Regions from separate parts of the Zea mays genome. Here regions 2 and 3 are each linked to region 1. A link is a contact called in public Hi-C data. All regions are on one chromosome and are shown on one strand. The core of a region is the stretch at or near the end of the contact, and the rest is flanking DNA. Distances in the headings are between cores, read along the strand shown.

Region 1 (2,700 bases), core at 139-2,638:
GCTTAAGGCTTTGGTTCAAAAAAACATCCCCATCTTTTATTTGCTTCAACAATGCATCACAAACCTTTGTATATCAACATCAAATCTACCATTGCATGTGGGATTGACACACTCACACACATCCCACCTTGAAATCCTTTTTCCTGGATGGTTCAAGTAACATACTAGTACATGTGAAGCAATAATGCTCCCTTGACAATTCTCCCTTCTGATGGATGACACACCAGAAAGAAGCTGAGGGTTCTGTTAAGAATATTTAGAAGGGTCAACAATATTCTCAACGAAGGAATCTCTGCCAGTTCCATTAAGCCATAAAATTGAGTTAAATCTTCCCTTCAAGCTTAGTGTGATGTTCTTGTTTAGCTCTGCTTGATTCCTTTTTTCCTGTACAGTTTTTTTTGGGTTCTTATTCTTCTCTGTTAATAGAAGAGATCTCCAACTGTTCTGTTCAAAAAGTTCTCTGCCAGTTCCATGTAAGACACTTGAGTATTGCTCAGAGGCTATATAAACCCAGATTGTAGCCTATGCAATGTGAATAGATCCCCTGCCATGTACACACAATGTGAGAAACAGAGGTTAAGGCACCTGCGAGATACATCATTCACTATATATGCTCCTCGATTTACAGTTTCACCTGCACTTCTGCATATAATTGTATTCATGGATAAGCTTCTTTCTATCTCAAGTATCTTTAACGACTGCACCCAGCACAGGAATCAACCTTTGAAGCTCTTCCTCCTCTGAGAGCCTTGTTGCAAAATGGCACGTGGATCGAGTGCCAATGCCAACTGTATCTGCATGTTCAGATGTTAGCAATTTGACCTCAGAAAAACAGCATCCACTCAAGAATTTCCACCTGTCACTAAAGATATCTGGCTTCAGATTATGTCTATGAGGCCATGACCCACAGGCAACACTATTATTAGGCCTTCTTTTATGATCAAACAAAGGCTCTCCATGAAGGTTCTTCCACAGTTTAAAGTGCACATTTCAGCATATTGAGAGAATGCCAACTTTGCATTGATCCAAGGATCAAGAGATCCTAGAAGATCCATCAAAAGGAGCTAGAAAAAAAAATGCTCTCTCATATTTCCGTTCGTTTGATGCTTATCATAAAATATCACATCCAGATCAACTGGTCTGGGACTATATCTTCATCAGTTTGGCATAAATCGTAATCATGTCGTCCAAGCTTGGTTGTCCATCTTACAACAGAATATATGAACAGTGGTTGATCAGGTGCTGTACTGATTGTGTATCATCCACGTTGCTCCCTAAAGCAACGACAATCTCTTGCCCTTGGGAGCTTGCAAAGACATAGGATTCCACAGATGAATGGTGCCTCGGGAAATGCACGCCCGCCCTTGTTAAGGACCCAACAAGCTCGGTACTGCCAACATGAGAGGAAAATTAGCAAACTGTTTTATATCAGAATGAGCATTTGAAGCTAAACAATCCTTTGAAACGGAAATCTGAAGTAGAGTAGCTTCATTTCCACATCTGTAGCACTGTGGCAGTAGACATGAGGAGACCAAGAGCAGGGGGGAAGATAGGATTCCAACAGAGCAACAGTGGCCGGTGCTGGAAATTGAAAAGTCGGAGCCGGACAAGTATGGCGGAACCACTGTGACCTCGAGGCGAGAATACGACAGGATTCTTTTCGGTAAACAACAACGACAACAATAACCGCTAAAACTAGTTGGGAAAAATGGTGGCAAGCAGCATAGGAATCAAGGGTTCTACAACAAATGTCAGCATGGATGTGAGAAGATACAACTCGATGCCATTCCATTATACGGGGGAAGAAGAAGAGATCGGTACCTCCCGAGCGAAAAAAATTGGACTGGGGAAGTGCGGAGGAGGCCCGATTTCATTTGATTTGAGGCGGCGCAGGCACAGAGGAGAGCGCTGCGCCATGCGCCGACTGGGGAGGAAAACAACAGGTTACGCGAACAGAATAAGAAAGCGAATTAATGGAATACGCCTTTTCTGGTATGACGTTTCTACCCCTTATCCTCATAACTATGGGCCAAAGTGTAATTTGCTCCGGCCAAATCTCCGTTCCCCTCCTTGTCCCCTGGGGTTTTGCTGTTCCTCGTTGCTGAGCAGTGATTGGAGGGGCTACCGGGATTTTTGCTACTTGCCTCCATTGATGGCTTATCTTCTTCTCCATCCTCAGTTCACTTGCTCCCAGCCCCCTTCTCATCGATTGAGGTAATCTCTCAACATAGTGAATCCGTTGCTGTATATCCCAATTATCAATGCGAGTCCGCGTGAAACATGCCGTTTCCCCCCGTATGGTCGCTGCAGTCTGTGGTGCGATAGAGGAGATTAGGAGCCAGAATTGTGTCTTTGTTCATTCTGGGACTAGAAATGCGGCTCTGTCCTGTGATTCATGGACCTGGATATTGTCTGGTCAAGTCATTTGGATTGTGTTGTGCGCAGGGGTCAAATACATTACAAGACAAACAATATGGGGAAGAACATGGCTAAATCTACAGTGAGTTTGCTTAACCGCAGTGCTAATTTTGCATCAAGGACTTCACAAGATGCCGTGGATGGGTTAAGCGATGAAAGTGACGGTGAAACCTCAACAAAAAAGAAGAGAACCCCAAGACGTGGAAGAAAGAAAGCCACCGTTGAAACATCGAGAGATGTAGGAGAAGAAATCGAAGTCATCACTGAACAAACGGCCGCTGA
Region 2 (2,700 bases), core at 119-2,618, 180 kb after region 1:
AACGAGGCCGGGTCGTCGGCGAAGAGCGCGAAGCAGGTGTCGATGAAGATGGCGGTGCTGAGGCCGACGTAGCCCTTGAGCAGGCCGGAGATGGGGCCCCTGCTCCAGCGGAAGTTGCGGATGCAGGTGATTCGCCGCGGAGGGGAATCGCGGCAGGGGTCGGTTGCGCTTGCGCGTGATCTGCGGGCGGGGAATCGCGGCGTTCGGTTGCGGCGATTTTTGCGGGGGCTGGGCGCGTGGTAGCGGGAGGATGTGGTAGCGGCGGGGGCAGTCTACAATCCGCTCTTAATAGTTGTAGAGATAATATCCTATTTGTTGACACCGATCAATTACTGTAATGAGTATCGACGGCGGTGCATAGAGTCGCGAACGGTTCGCGATTGAGGATCGGACGATTCGCGGTCTAAAACAGAAGCTAGGGTTTCTACCCGACAATCCGGATGGTTCGCACCTGGTGGCGGGACGGTCGCGTGTATACAGAGGCGATGGAGTTCACCAACAGCATCTGAATCTCACTCCAAGGTGGGACTCTGTCGAGGAGGAGAGATCCTAGGGTTTGGTTTATCTTGAGATTGACAGGTCACACAAGACGCCTCTAAACGACGTAAAACTGGAGAGAGGCAAAGATTAGAAGAAGGAGTCTATATTACTGTCTACTCCTATGGCAAAAAGTAAACAACGAAAGATAAATTAATTGTTTGATCGATTGTTGGTTCCTTAATCGACCTACCTCTTCAAATATATAAGAGGACGTCTAGACCTGTTTCTAGGCGTTCTCTAACAGCTCCCGCGGAATTAGATGAATAAACACACGAGGAGGTAGGCCAGAGTTTTAATCTTTGATCTTATCTAATCGTGGACCGTCCATGCAGTCGTTCCATAACCAATACCACAAATAATACAACACTATTCTTAAAATCTATAGTGTAAAATTTAGAACACGTTATCACACCTACGTTCACATGCATGCACACCAGCACTGTCGGTGAGACAGTGAATGCACTGCGTTGCCGTTGCATGTCCGGCCCGCCGAGGGAAGCAGTGCAGGCGTAGTACACGGCACCGGTGCTGTGGCTCTCGGCTGCCTCTGGCCATGTGGGGCCCACAATTGCGTGGGGGCCCATCCAGCGGCTAAACTAGGCCCCTGCCATCTGCCAATGCGGTCTGCTCCGGGAGGGGCAGCTCATGCATTGCACAGGATCATTCATGCCACTGCTCTTGTTCGGCCTGCCGAGCTTAAGGGGCCAGGGGCCAGCCCAAATATTCTCTCCATGCATCATTGCATTTTCTGCAGCCAAGAATTGACCAAGTTTTTTAGGTCTATATAAACCCCCCCACCCCTGCACTCACTCCCCACTCCCAAAACTTGCTTTTCCCTCTTGCTCTCTCTGTCTGTCTCATGCTGCATGCGTGCTGGCTTCAGGCAGCTTCTATGATCACTGACTGAACAAGAATCTGATCCGCTTCACTGAACAAGGAGAAAAAAAAGGGAGAGAACAAGGTAGAGTACAACAAACATATTTTGATCCGGTGGATTACTGATTGGTGATCTCTGCATCTTGCACCTTCAATTCTGGCAGAGGACTGAGAGCAAGGACAGAGGGCGGTGCAGATGGAGAAGCCGTTTGTGAGCCACTGCGACATGGAGATGGAGCTCGTGAAGATGGCCATGCTCAGGCACGAAGAGACCTTCAGGCAGCAGGTCCACGAGCTGCACCGGCTGTACCGGGTGCAGAAGCAGCTGATGGGCGGCCTGTCCAGGCCGTCGTCGGAACTCATCAGCTGCCGGCGGCGCCAGACCAGGCGGCGCAGGCAGCCGCGGCGCCGCGCGCTGGACCTGCAACTGCACCACCACCTCCCCGCCGTCGTCATCGCGCCACCGCCAGCGGAGGACGCCGGGCTGGAGCTGACGCTAGCCATCGGCGGTGGCGGCCGGTGCCGGAGGAGGCGCCAAGACGAGATTGAGACTAGCACGGGCACCGCTACGACCCCCTTAGGCTCGGGCTCGGACATCTCCGGGGGGAGCCTGCTGACGACGGCGGCGTCGTCCACGGACACCGGTGGTGGGTCGCCACCGTACCAGAGGGCAGTGCCGGCGTTTCGTCGTCTCCAGGAAGCGGCGGCGGCCAAGCAGCCACCGCGGTCGCCATGGCTCGTGCAGTGCGTCAGCGGCGGCCTTGAGATGGCGTGAGGTGGTCAATGCGTTTGGTTCTTGATTAGGATTCCAAGTTTGCGTAGTTGTTGGTTGTACTTGTACGAGAGGATGCAGCCATGCAGCTGCTAGTGGGTAGCCTTGTAGGCTGTACTAGCATGCATGTCAGGCAGCCGGTTTAACGATTAGTATCTCGCTTGACCAATTGCCGATTTGTGAAATTGTGTGTGATTTAAAATTAGTTTTGTGATTAGGAGGAGATGAGGGGAAAATTTTGGTGCAGCCGGCTGCAAACTAGAATGTTTACGGCACCTCTCAAAAAAGGAGGATAGGCCCACCTGCATGTCTATCAGGTAATATTTTAATTGTGTTGTTGCTTCTGTGGATGAGGTCTATCCTTCTTTTTTGAAGGGCTGCAAAGTTTACAGCCGGCTGCATCAAATTTTTTTCCGAGATAGAGATAATCATTTTAAGCTTTCGTAATCATTAATCTCCTTCATTTGCCTATTCTAGCGTGATGCGATGCCATGAGATCTAAGTTGACCGGA
Region 3 (2,799 bases), core at 84-2,583, 220 kb before region 1:
TGGATTCAGCTAAAATGTCATAGAATGGACCCGGAATTTATGCTCTTTTTTTGTGCTCTCTCAGCATGTGCTAGCTGGTTAAGTACTAGCATTGCTATTGGGCGCTATTTTGTATGCTTGTTCTGCTGTCTTTTGGATGTAAACGAACAAGTTTGCATGCTTGTTCTGCTATTGGATAAGAAGTATTAGCATTGCTATTTGCATGCTTGTTCTGCTGGTTAAGAAGTTAAGAAGTATTAGCATGTGACTTGTGGAGATGTGCATGCTTGTTCCGCTCGCACTGCTTGCTTGTTTGCAACCTGCAGCAATCTGTGCCAAACGGACACAGGGCACGACAGGCAGTGCAGGTAAATGCCTCCGCCGGTTGTGGCTGGCCTGGCCGGTGTGGGCTGTCAACTGGCTGCCGAACAGAGGCCTTACCGGTTTCCAGAAGACATGAAGAAAATGAGTCTAGTCAGAATATTTGCTTCTAATGATTCACGCATTTTCTACGAGTGGCAACTCGGTTCATACATCAGAATTGAAATCACCCAACCGAACTAGCGGTTATTGTTTGGTGGTTTTAACAAACCAAAAAAAAAAAACTTTGGCTGTGCTACTATAGAGGGGAATGTTTCTGTTTGAAAGGTGACAATGATATCGTATTTTCTTGTCAAGTCATTATGAATAATAACTAATTTTTCTGTTTGAAAGGTTACGTTACGCTAGCCTAATTGTTTTTCTTGTCTAGTCATTACCCGCCGGCGCGCTAGGTTAGAAGGGTGTGGCCTCCGTGCTGGTGGGCCGTAGTGCTGGCCTGCTGGGCTACTCTGTCAAGTGAAGTGTTTTGTGGGCTGCCTTGGAGGGAGTTTTTCTTTGAGCCGTGCTGTTGGCGTGGGCCTGTGGTAGGGAAACACGACGAAACCGTGGAGGGTCGCGGTGGTGTTGCAAACTTGCAAATGCACACCCGTTATTCGGTGCGGCGGATTCTTGCGCTGTAAGAAGAAAAAAACCAACACCAAAATTTTCAAAAATAAATAAATACATAAAACCGAAACCGAAAAGTCGAAAAACCATAAAAATAGTCAGACTGTTGATTCTTTGTTTTAGGATAAACTTTGAATCGCGGTCAGACTGTTGGGCTGCTCTTCACCTGTAGCTGTTTAGATTATTATTACTGTAATCTATAAAGACAAAATACTATAGAAAGCAGTAGTCGTCGTCGTTGGATTAAAGCCGGCAGCGAAGATGGTGTGTAATTGTTTTAGAATGGAAGGAGCGGTATGGAAATGCATCCCGGTGGACGCATGGTGGGTCGACAGGTGTGCATGCTGCTACCGGCAGGTCTTGCACGTGTGCGGAGGCAGACAGAGGCAGGTGGGCAGGCTGGAGTCCTGAACTGAATGCGGCCGGATTGGATTGCTGGTTGCCTCGGGCGGGGAATCCGCGGTTCGCACCCGCACGGGTGGGCGGTTGCCTGCCTGCCTGCCTCTGAGAGATTCCCTCCGATCCAGTCCATCCGCTGCGGTGCCAGTGGGCGGCGAGGTCACCGAGGAGATGGAGATCCGTCGCTGCCCATCCATCCATCCATCTCGTCGCCCCAGTGAGCAGTCCCAGGGTGGGGTGGGGTGGTCCGGACAGCCGCACGTGTGGGCGCGGTCGCTGCCCTGAATTGAGCAGAGCAGGAGCAGGAGCAGGAGTGATCCGTCCACTGTGGGTTCGAGGTTCGAGGCCGCCCGTGTGCTTGCTTGCTTGCGTTGCGCACTGCATCGTTTGACCGGGGACAATCTTTCTCTTCCTTGTTCGTCGCCACATCTTGTAACTGAAGCCTACTGCATGCCCCTAGTATCTACTACCGTCGTCACTCGTCGTTACTCGTTCCCTAGTTAAACATGGTTCACAATTAATTAATTGTAGCACCATCTTATCACATAAATGCTGCTACACGTGCGACCCGAGTGGTAGATTTAGGATGTGTTTAGTTGCAGGATAGCTAGAGACGGACAAGATAAAGACGTCCCCTGTCGTTCTCTCTCGTCCTAGGACAACTGAGGACAACATTGAGATAGTTCTGTTCCAATATCTGATCCTGAACCAAACAACTTTATTTAATGGATCGTACTATCACATCCTGTCCTATCATTACAACCAAACACACCCTAAATACAACCAGAGTCATCTAATTGCTCATGATTTATTAGTTAATAAAAACAAGATTCAATAACGATTATAGATTATTGTTGGTCATACGAATGGGTCGTATATGAAGCACTTTTGTTATCACACGAACAACCCATCCCAAGTGCAGTAGGCTACAACCTTATCCCTCTTTCTCTCACGGTTGCAGAATAGCTAAGGTCTAGTTTGGATACTTTGGGATTAGAGTGTTTTAAAGGGATTGGAGATGGTGTAAATCTCCAATAGATCAAATATTCTCTCAACACATATCAATTCACTCCAATTTCATTTATTACTAGAGTACCCAAACTAGCCTCTCTGATAGGGGTTAAAACATACAACCGCAAAAACGAGTCATGACTTGTCAGCACGAAAACAATATAACATGTGGGTATTGCGGTAATACCAACGCAAGAACCTCACTCGTGCGTGTGTTCACTTCGCTAGCTACTCTGCTTTCTTCTGTCTTAAGGTTTCGTCGCTGGCTCGCTAGTATGTACGCGTACCAGTACCATCGGCCTAGAACCGACTCCCCGAAGTCCCCTGTGCCGTAATGCAGCACCAATAGTACTAGTTCTGTGTCTATGCCTCCCTCCCACAGCACGCGTGCTCTATACATACCCATGCTTGGTACTATCTACA

Evidence for each region. Hi-C and Micro-C count contacts between places; a contact is called where the count stands out from the background.
Region 2: a contact with region 1 is called in a Hi-C map of ear, with 1.9 times the contacts expected there. The contact joins the promoter of LOC100277881 here to the promoter of LOC103643674 in region 1. A contact is called at or near these places in 2 of 25 Hi-C or Micro-C datasets (ear and tassel).
Region 3: a contact with region 1 is called in a Hi-C map of leaf, with 5 times the contacts expected there. The contact joins the enhancer-like site here to the promoter of LOC103643674 in region 1. A contact is called at or near these places in 14 of 25 Hi-C or Micro-C datasets (bundle sheath, ear, endosperm and 5 more) and 1 of 3 datasets of contacts at active chromatin or transcription factors (leaf).

Annotation. Positions count from the first base shown.
Region 1 is chr1:255,229,536-255,232,235 of Zm-B73-REFERENCE-NAM-5.0, forward strand. It overlaps LOC103643674 (fructokinase-like 2, chloroplastic), which reads left to right and starts at 1,389. Exons shown (of 5, transcript XM_008666858.3): 1 at 1,389-2,214; 2 at 2,446-2,700. The coding sequence starts at 1,709. LOC103643675 (a long non-coding RNA gene) reads right to left here and starts at 1,985. Exons shown (of 4, transcript XR_004855532.1): 1 at 1,822-1,985; 2 at 128-1,390.
Region 2 is chr1:255,413,640-255,416,339 of Zm-B73-REFERENCE-NAM-5.0, forward strand. LOC100277881 reads left to right here and starts at 1,369. Exons shown (of 2, transcript NM_001372526.1): 1 at 1,369-1,501; 2 at 1,581-2,355. The coding sequence starts at 1,613. The coding sequence ends at 2,191.
Region 3 is chr1:255,012,763-255,015,561 of Zm-B73-REFERENCE-NAM-5.0, forward strand. It overlaps LOC103643672, which reads left to right. Exons shown (of 10, transcript XM_035964306.1): 10 at 1-242. Among protein-coding and RNA genes, the nearest start is that of LOC103645455, 18 kb to the left of the region's middle. Within about 2 kb of position 1,334, at least 19 of the 20 cell types and tissues checked have an H3K27ac peak or open chromatin away from gene starts, as enhancers often do. A contact at or near this core is called in bundle sheath, ear, endosperm and 5 more, where this site is marked.